Linked DNA regions of Mus musculus: region 2 is linked to region 1. Evidence: chromatin contacts called from public HiCAR-type data. All regions are on one chromosome and are shown on one strand. Each heading gives the region's core, a stretch centred on a gene start, on an enhancer-like site or on the middle of the called end of the contact. The rest is flanking DNA. Distances are from core to core; before and after follow the strand shown.

Region 1 (2,700 bases), core at 56-2,555:
TCCATTTAAATGTGAATGTGGCTGGGTATAGTGGCTCCTGCTTACAAACCCAACTTTGGTAAAGTTTTGGAAGGGGGTTGTTAAAAGTTCAAGGCTAGTCTTAGCTACAGAGTGAGTTCTATGTGAAAAGACTTATCACCGTGGGTGGTGGTGACTCAGCTCAGTGGGTAAAGGTGCTGGCTGTTGAGCTAGACACACTGAATTCAATATCCAGAGGGACCCTCATGGTGGGAGGAGAGAACTCACTGCTACAAGTTGTTTTCTGGTCCAGGTGTACACAGCAAGATACATGTTCAAACATGTACATCACACACACACACACACACACACACACACACACACACACACACACAGCCACATGCACCAATGAATACAATTTTTTAAGAATTAAAAACTTATTATCCAGACACTTACACATCAGTGCTTGCTGTGGCATTACTCACAGTAGCTAAGTTATGGGAACTACCTATCTGTCCAACAGCAGAGGAACAGAGGAAGAAAGCATGGAGCACTTGCACAATGGAACATTTCAAGCCATTAAAAAAGGATGAAGTTACACCATTAACCGGGAAATGGATGCAACTGAAGTAGCTACAGTAAGTGAATAAGTCAGCCTCAGAAAGATACGTACTGCATGTTTTCTCTTCTTTGTGGATCGCAAGGTTTGTAAAGATACAGACAATCATATATGTACAGATGGTGTGCAAGTACAAGAGAAACTCACTAGTGCAACAGACCAAGGGGAGGATCGATGTGAGAAAGGGGGTGTGCTCAGTGTGCGTCATCCACTTCCACAGAAATGGCCTATGTGACACAGAACTAAGTGCAATAAAAAATAACCACATGAATTTAAAATAAAAAAAGTGACTAAGGTACAAGGCATCTTTGCTTGAGTGTCCGACTAGTTAGGAAACCATTACTACATACAGGACACTGCAAATAAACTGTCATGTTCGCTCTGTTATAAGGGGTTGCATAGGATATGTGTATGCTATGAGTAACACTGAGTTAGCCCAAATCCTGATCCAAAGATTGTGCGTTGCTTCACTCCTCGAAACACATCCCCAAGAACAGCAGGAGGATTAAGCTACATGACTGTTAGGTCCTTATTCACAGGTACCAGGGTTGAAGATGCACAAGAGGATCTCTAACTCTGAGACTGCAGATCCTTCACATATCGTCTCTCTATGAAGCAAGTGAGCTTCTAATTGTCCTCTTTTGTTTTAGCCAATCTTCTCAAGCCCCTGTCTTAAGCAAGGCCTGAAAGTCTGTTGATTTCACGTGTCCAAAGTAAACAGCTCTGCCTTTTCCCTTGGCTTCCTCTGTGAGCACGCGCCAGCATGACTACACATTCATCCAGAGTTTATTTCAATGTTAGTGGGAAACAAGCCGTTTCCCAGCTTAATGAATAGCATCAGTGTCTGCCTTTTAACCAAAAATGTGACCTTAAACTTGATGGATCTCACCAGAAGGCACATTTTCGAATTACTTTTCTATTGGAGGCTTATGAATATAGTTCCCCAAATTATTGTGACAGCTGTGGGGTAGTGGCTGTGTCTCAGACTCAGACGTCACAAAATGGGAGAGTCACTTCTGAACGAGGGAGGGGGGGTAAGCATGGGGAAGAAAGCAAGACCCATACCAGGGAGAGGAACACAAAATCCAACTCTTTCGAGCCTTGAGCAACAGATTAGTCCTGGGAGGTAGCTGAAACCTTGCCTTTTCTGTCACCGCCATTTTTGTTTCCAGATCATTCTAAATGGGGGCAGAGAAGGCTGAGCTCTTACAGACTCTCCAAGAGGACATCTGATATATCTTCCTTATTAAAGATGACAGGGTATAATTGATGGGCCTGGTGCCTAGCCAGTTCTAACTTTTTCTTTTTTTCCTTCTTTTTTAGAGAATGCTGTTTAATGCGCGGACATTATTTTTGGACTACTGAATGCCAGAAAATAATGAGCTGGCATTCAGCTTTGGTGAATAAGACTCTGAATTTTCATCTAAAAGCAGTTTTGAGTTATGGCTGTAGATAAGGTGTAACTGTGCAAGGGAATTTTATCCATGTTTCTCCCATGAATCATGAATGAGGGAAAAAATTACAGTCTAAATTGCACTTAAAAGGAATAAAGTCTTTTCATGTCATACATGATTTATCAAAATGATCTCATTTTAAGGGGACTGTGGTGTATCTTGATTAATCGCATTAGGACGCGTGATGAATGGCCTCTTTAATGGTAACACAGGATTTATTGGCAGCATCCCGACTGGAACCAGAAGGGTAAGAAGTAAAATATACAATAGATAGCTAATGTAGATACGGCATCAGTACTGCCCTGACTTGTTTTAAAGTTGTACCTGGAGATTCATTGTCAGGATATTCTGAAACCTGGCCTAGAAGGGGAAGCATGCCTCTCACACAAACTTAGGTCCCAAGGCAAAGCCAGGCTGCCTTCTGTAATGTATTGTATGGCTTATACCAATTCCTTTGCATTTCTATAAGGAGTCTGCGTAAATGGGTTAAACTTTGCACATTCCCAGTAGAGAGAGGGGGGACATTGCATTTGGGTAACAGCACCGCCCCCACCCCTACCCCCTGGCAAAGCTATCTCCCTATTTCAATATCCTCTTCACATTTCACTTTAATATCCTAAACGTCTTAAAAAAAAAAGAAAAAAGAAAAAAAAAGCTGGCTCTCACTAA
Region 2 (2,700 bases), core at 89-2,588, 680 kb before region 1:
TCCTCATTGCTCTCTGGCCATTATTCAATTGGTCACTTTGCTCTTCAAGTTTGACTGTTAAAACTGGATCAAATCCTGTGGAATGAACATGGCCTATTCTTATAGAATAAAGAGTCGTTTCCCTTTGCTCTGGAGACTATAACAAGCAAGCTTTGGCTTTCTGTGTCTTGTATCCCATGGCCTCTAATAGAGGTTTGAGTTAACTATACACTTAACTGCTGCGCCCTGCTCTCTCCTTCTCTCTCTCTCTCTCTCTCTCTCTCTCTCTCTCTCTCTCTCTCTCTCTCTCTCTCATACACTCTCTTAGATCCATCTTCTTGTTTCAAACCTATATAGTCAATATTTTTGAATGTAAGTGTTGACCCTGACATCTAGATCTTCTAACTCTCTTCTCTTATTATTGTTATTTGTAAATCCCCAAACACTAGAGAACTTCCCGAATTTCAGTTTTTTCCCTCACTCTGCCATGTACAACTCTCCACTGCATGCCACTGGCAAATAATTGTGTGAGCACACCTCAGGGCCTGGGAGTTGGGCTCTGACCTAATTTTGCCATAAGAGAGTCCATCTGAGAGAGATTGTAGGATGTCTTTATCTTTGCTGCACAGTGGCCTCCAGGGAAGCAGCATTTCCTCTCACATGTAGAGGTACAGGTTCTCCAACTCTACCCCAGATCTACTCAGTTAGAAACTTAGGATGGTGGGGGCTAGCAACCTGTAGTTTTTGTACACATTGCAGGGTATGCAGAAACCCACTCAAGTTTGGGACATCCCTAATCTAGATTATTGAGAAGGCAGGAAAAAAATGCAAGAGCACACAGACACACAGGCATCTGGCAATCTGAGATACTTGAGAGCCACTTTAAAAACAAGCTAACTTGACTTCTTAATGCTGGGGGCTGGTGTGTCTCACAAGAGAAAAATCCCCTCTGGGGTGAATCTGGCTAAACAGCAAACTTGAGAGGAGGATGTGGGCCTGGTGAGTGTAGAAGCAATGTTGCCAAGAAGCCCAAGTCTGATGAACCAGAAGAATAGAACAGTCCTTAGACCCAGGAAGAGGGAAGAAAGGAAAAGTTTGGATGACCCGGTGTTTTTGGACTATGCAGCAATTCCAAGAAGAGATTTCAGACACTCAGACATGGAGCAGAACAGGGTCTCATACCTCTTGTTATTCCCACAGGCCCATCTGCTCAACATCCCCAGCTGGAACTGGAAAGAGGGTGATGACGCAATATGCCTTGCAGAGCTCAAGTTGGGTTTCATAGCCCAGAGCTGTCTGGCTCAAGGCCTCTCCACAATGCTTGCCAATCTCTTCTCTATGAGGTCATTCATAAAGGTAACGTCTTGTCTTATTAGAGCACATTAGCCTAGGATTCCATTTGTCGTGGGGTTGAGTACAGCACAGCTTAAACTCAAAACAGAACGACGGGCTTTAACTTCTCTGGTTGAGAAGAAATTCCTTGTTACAGATTTGGGAAAGAGGCCAGCTCCTTTCAAAATTATGTTTTTATTTTTATTTGGCACATCCGTGGCCATTAAATGATTGTTCAAAGCACAATCCTCTCTCTCTCTCTCTTTTTTTTTAGATAAACCACATGTTTATCTATCAACAAAGCCTCCGCTGTTAAAACAAAAATATGATTTATATACATTCCATATGGCACCAGAGTGCCTAAAGAAAAGAATTATCATTTTCCTCTTTTATATCAAGTGGCTGGTGGACCTCTCACTGTGTGGATAAATGCAGACCATGTGTTTGTGCCGAAGCCCAAACCCCAACAACATAATTCATTTATTTACTTCTGCACAATCAAGGAGGCCAGTAAGGCTGACATGCCGTGGCTATTTGAATGGAGAAAGAAAAGATGAACTGAGTCTTTACCCCAAGAGACGTGCAGTCTGGATGTGTTCATCTCCATGTCAGAGCTCTCTGGGCAGCCACTCCCAGTCTCCAGATGGCTGCTGGACCAACTAGTAGGGGGAAGAGAATGAACCTATCCAGTTCTCTAGGACCCAGGGCCTTGAGTGCCTCTGCATCTAGGTACCTGACCAAGCAAATTTTCTGGAGTGTGGGTTTAGGCAGTCAAGGTGGCATACTACATTGGTGAATTGTGTTACTTAGAGCTAGAATGTGACTGTTAGATCTTTACTTTTGTATCAATGCCATTGGCATTGCTTAACCAATAGTAATTGGCACTGTAGTTCTCATAGTATGACTTAGAGAATAACTCCTGTTGGACCCTGCTTGTCATCTTTGTAGCAGCGTTCATAGTGAACGACAACTTGATTGAAAATACATTCTCTCATGCTTACTCCGTGCCCATAGTCCTCAGCTCAACAGAACTTCAAGTTCAAACGCAGTTACAAATAAAGTTACTGCGTGCCTCTAGATGTCTTCTTTAATCCAGTCTCTTTGTGTCCTGCATAGATGAAACTGAATGCAGGCGAAATGGGAGTCACAGGGAGGTCTGTGTGGCTGTGTTTAGCGATGGGACACCAAAGCCAGATGTAGCCATGTGTCTCCCAGGACTTGTCTGTTCAATCCAAGGAGGCCAGACCTAGGATAACGAACTGTCACCAGGAGAACCGCGCTGGCTCTTTCTGTGGAGCCCTGGTGGTTTTCTTCCAGCAGAGGTTTGCTCACAGGACCCAGCACATGGTCAGAGGGACTGGATTCTGCCTTCCTTGTGTTGATGTGACA

What was found. HiCAR-type assays count read pairs that join an accessible place to other places.
Region 2: a contact with region 1 is called in a HiCAR-type map of fibro-adipogenic progenitors, with 2.9 times the contacts expected there. The contact joins two enhancer-like sites. A contact is called at or near these places in 1 of 484 Hi-C or Micro-C datasets (uterus) and 1 of 115 datasets of contacts at active chromatin or transcription factors (fibro-adipogenic progenitors).

Annotation. Positions count from the first base shown.
Region 1 is chr14:22,813,801-22,816,500 of GRCm38.p6, reverse strand. The region is part of intron 5 of Lrmda (leucine rich melanocyte differentiation associated); the gene reads right to left. Among named protein-coding and RNA genes, the nearest start is that of Gm30926, 14 kb to the right of the region's middle. Within about 2 kb of position 1,305, at least 63 of the 459 cell types and tissues checked have an H3K27ac peak or open chromatin away from gene starts, as enhancers often do. A contact at or near this core is called in fibro-adipogenic progenitors and uterus, where this site is marked.
Region 2 is chr14:23,493,174-23,495,873 of GRCm38.p6, reverse strand. It overlaps Kcnma1 (potassium large conductance calcium-activated channel, subfamily M, alpha member 1), which reads left to right. Exons shown (of 28, transcript NM_001253364.1): 14 at 1,180-1,335. Among named protein-coding and RNA genes, the nearest start is that of 5430425E15Rik, 16 kb to the left of the region's middle. Within about 2 kb of position 1,338, at least 40 of the 459 cell types and tissues checked have an H3K27ac peak or open chromatin away from gene starts, as enhancers often do. A contact at or near this core is called in fibro-adipogenic progenitors and uterus, where this site is marked.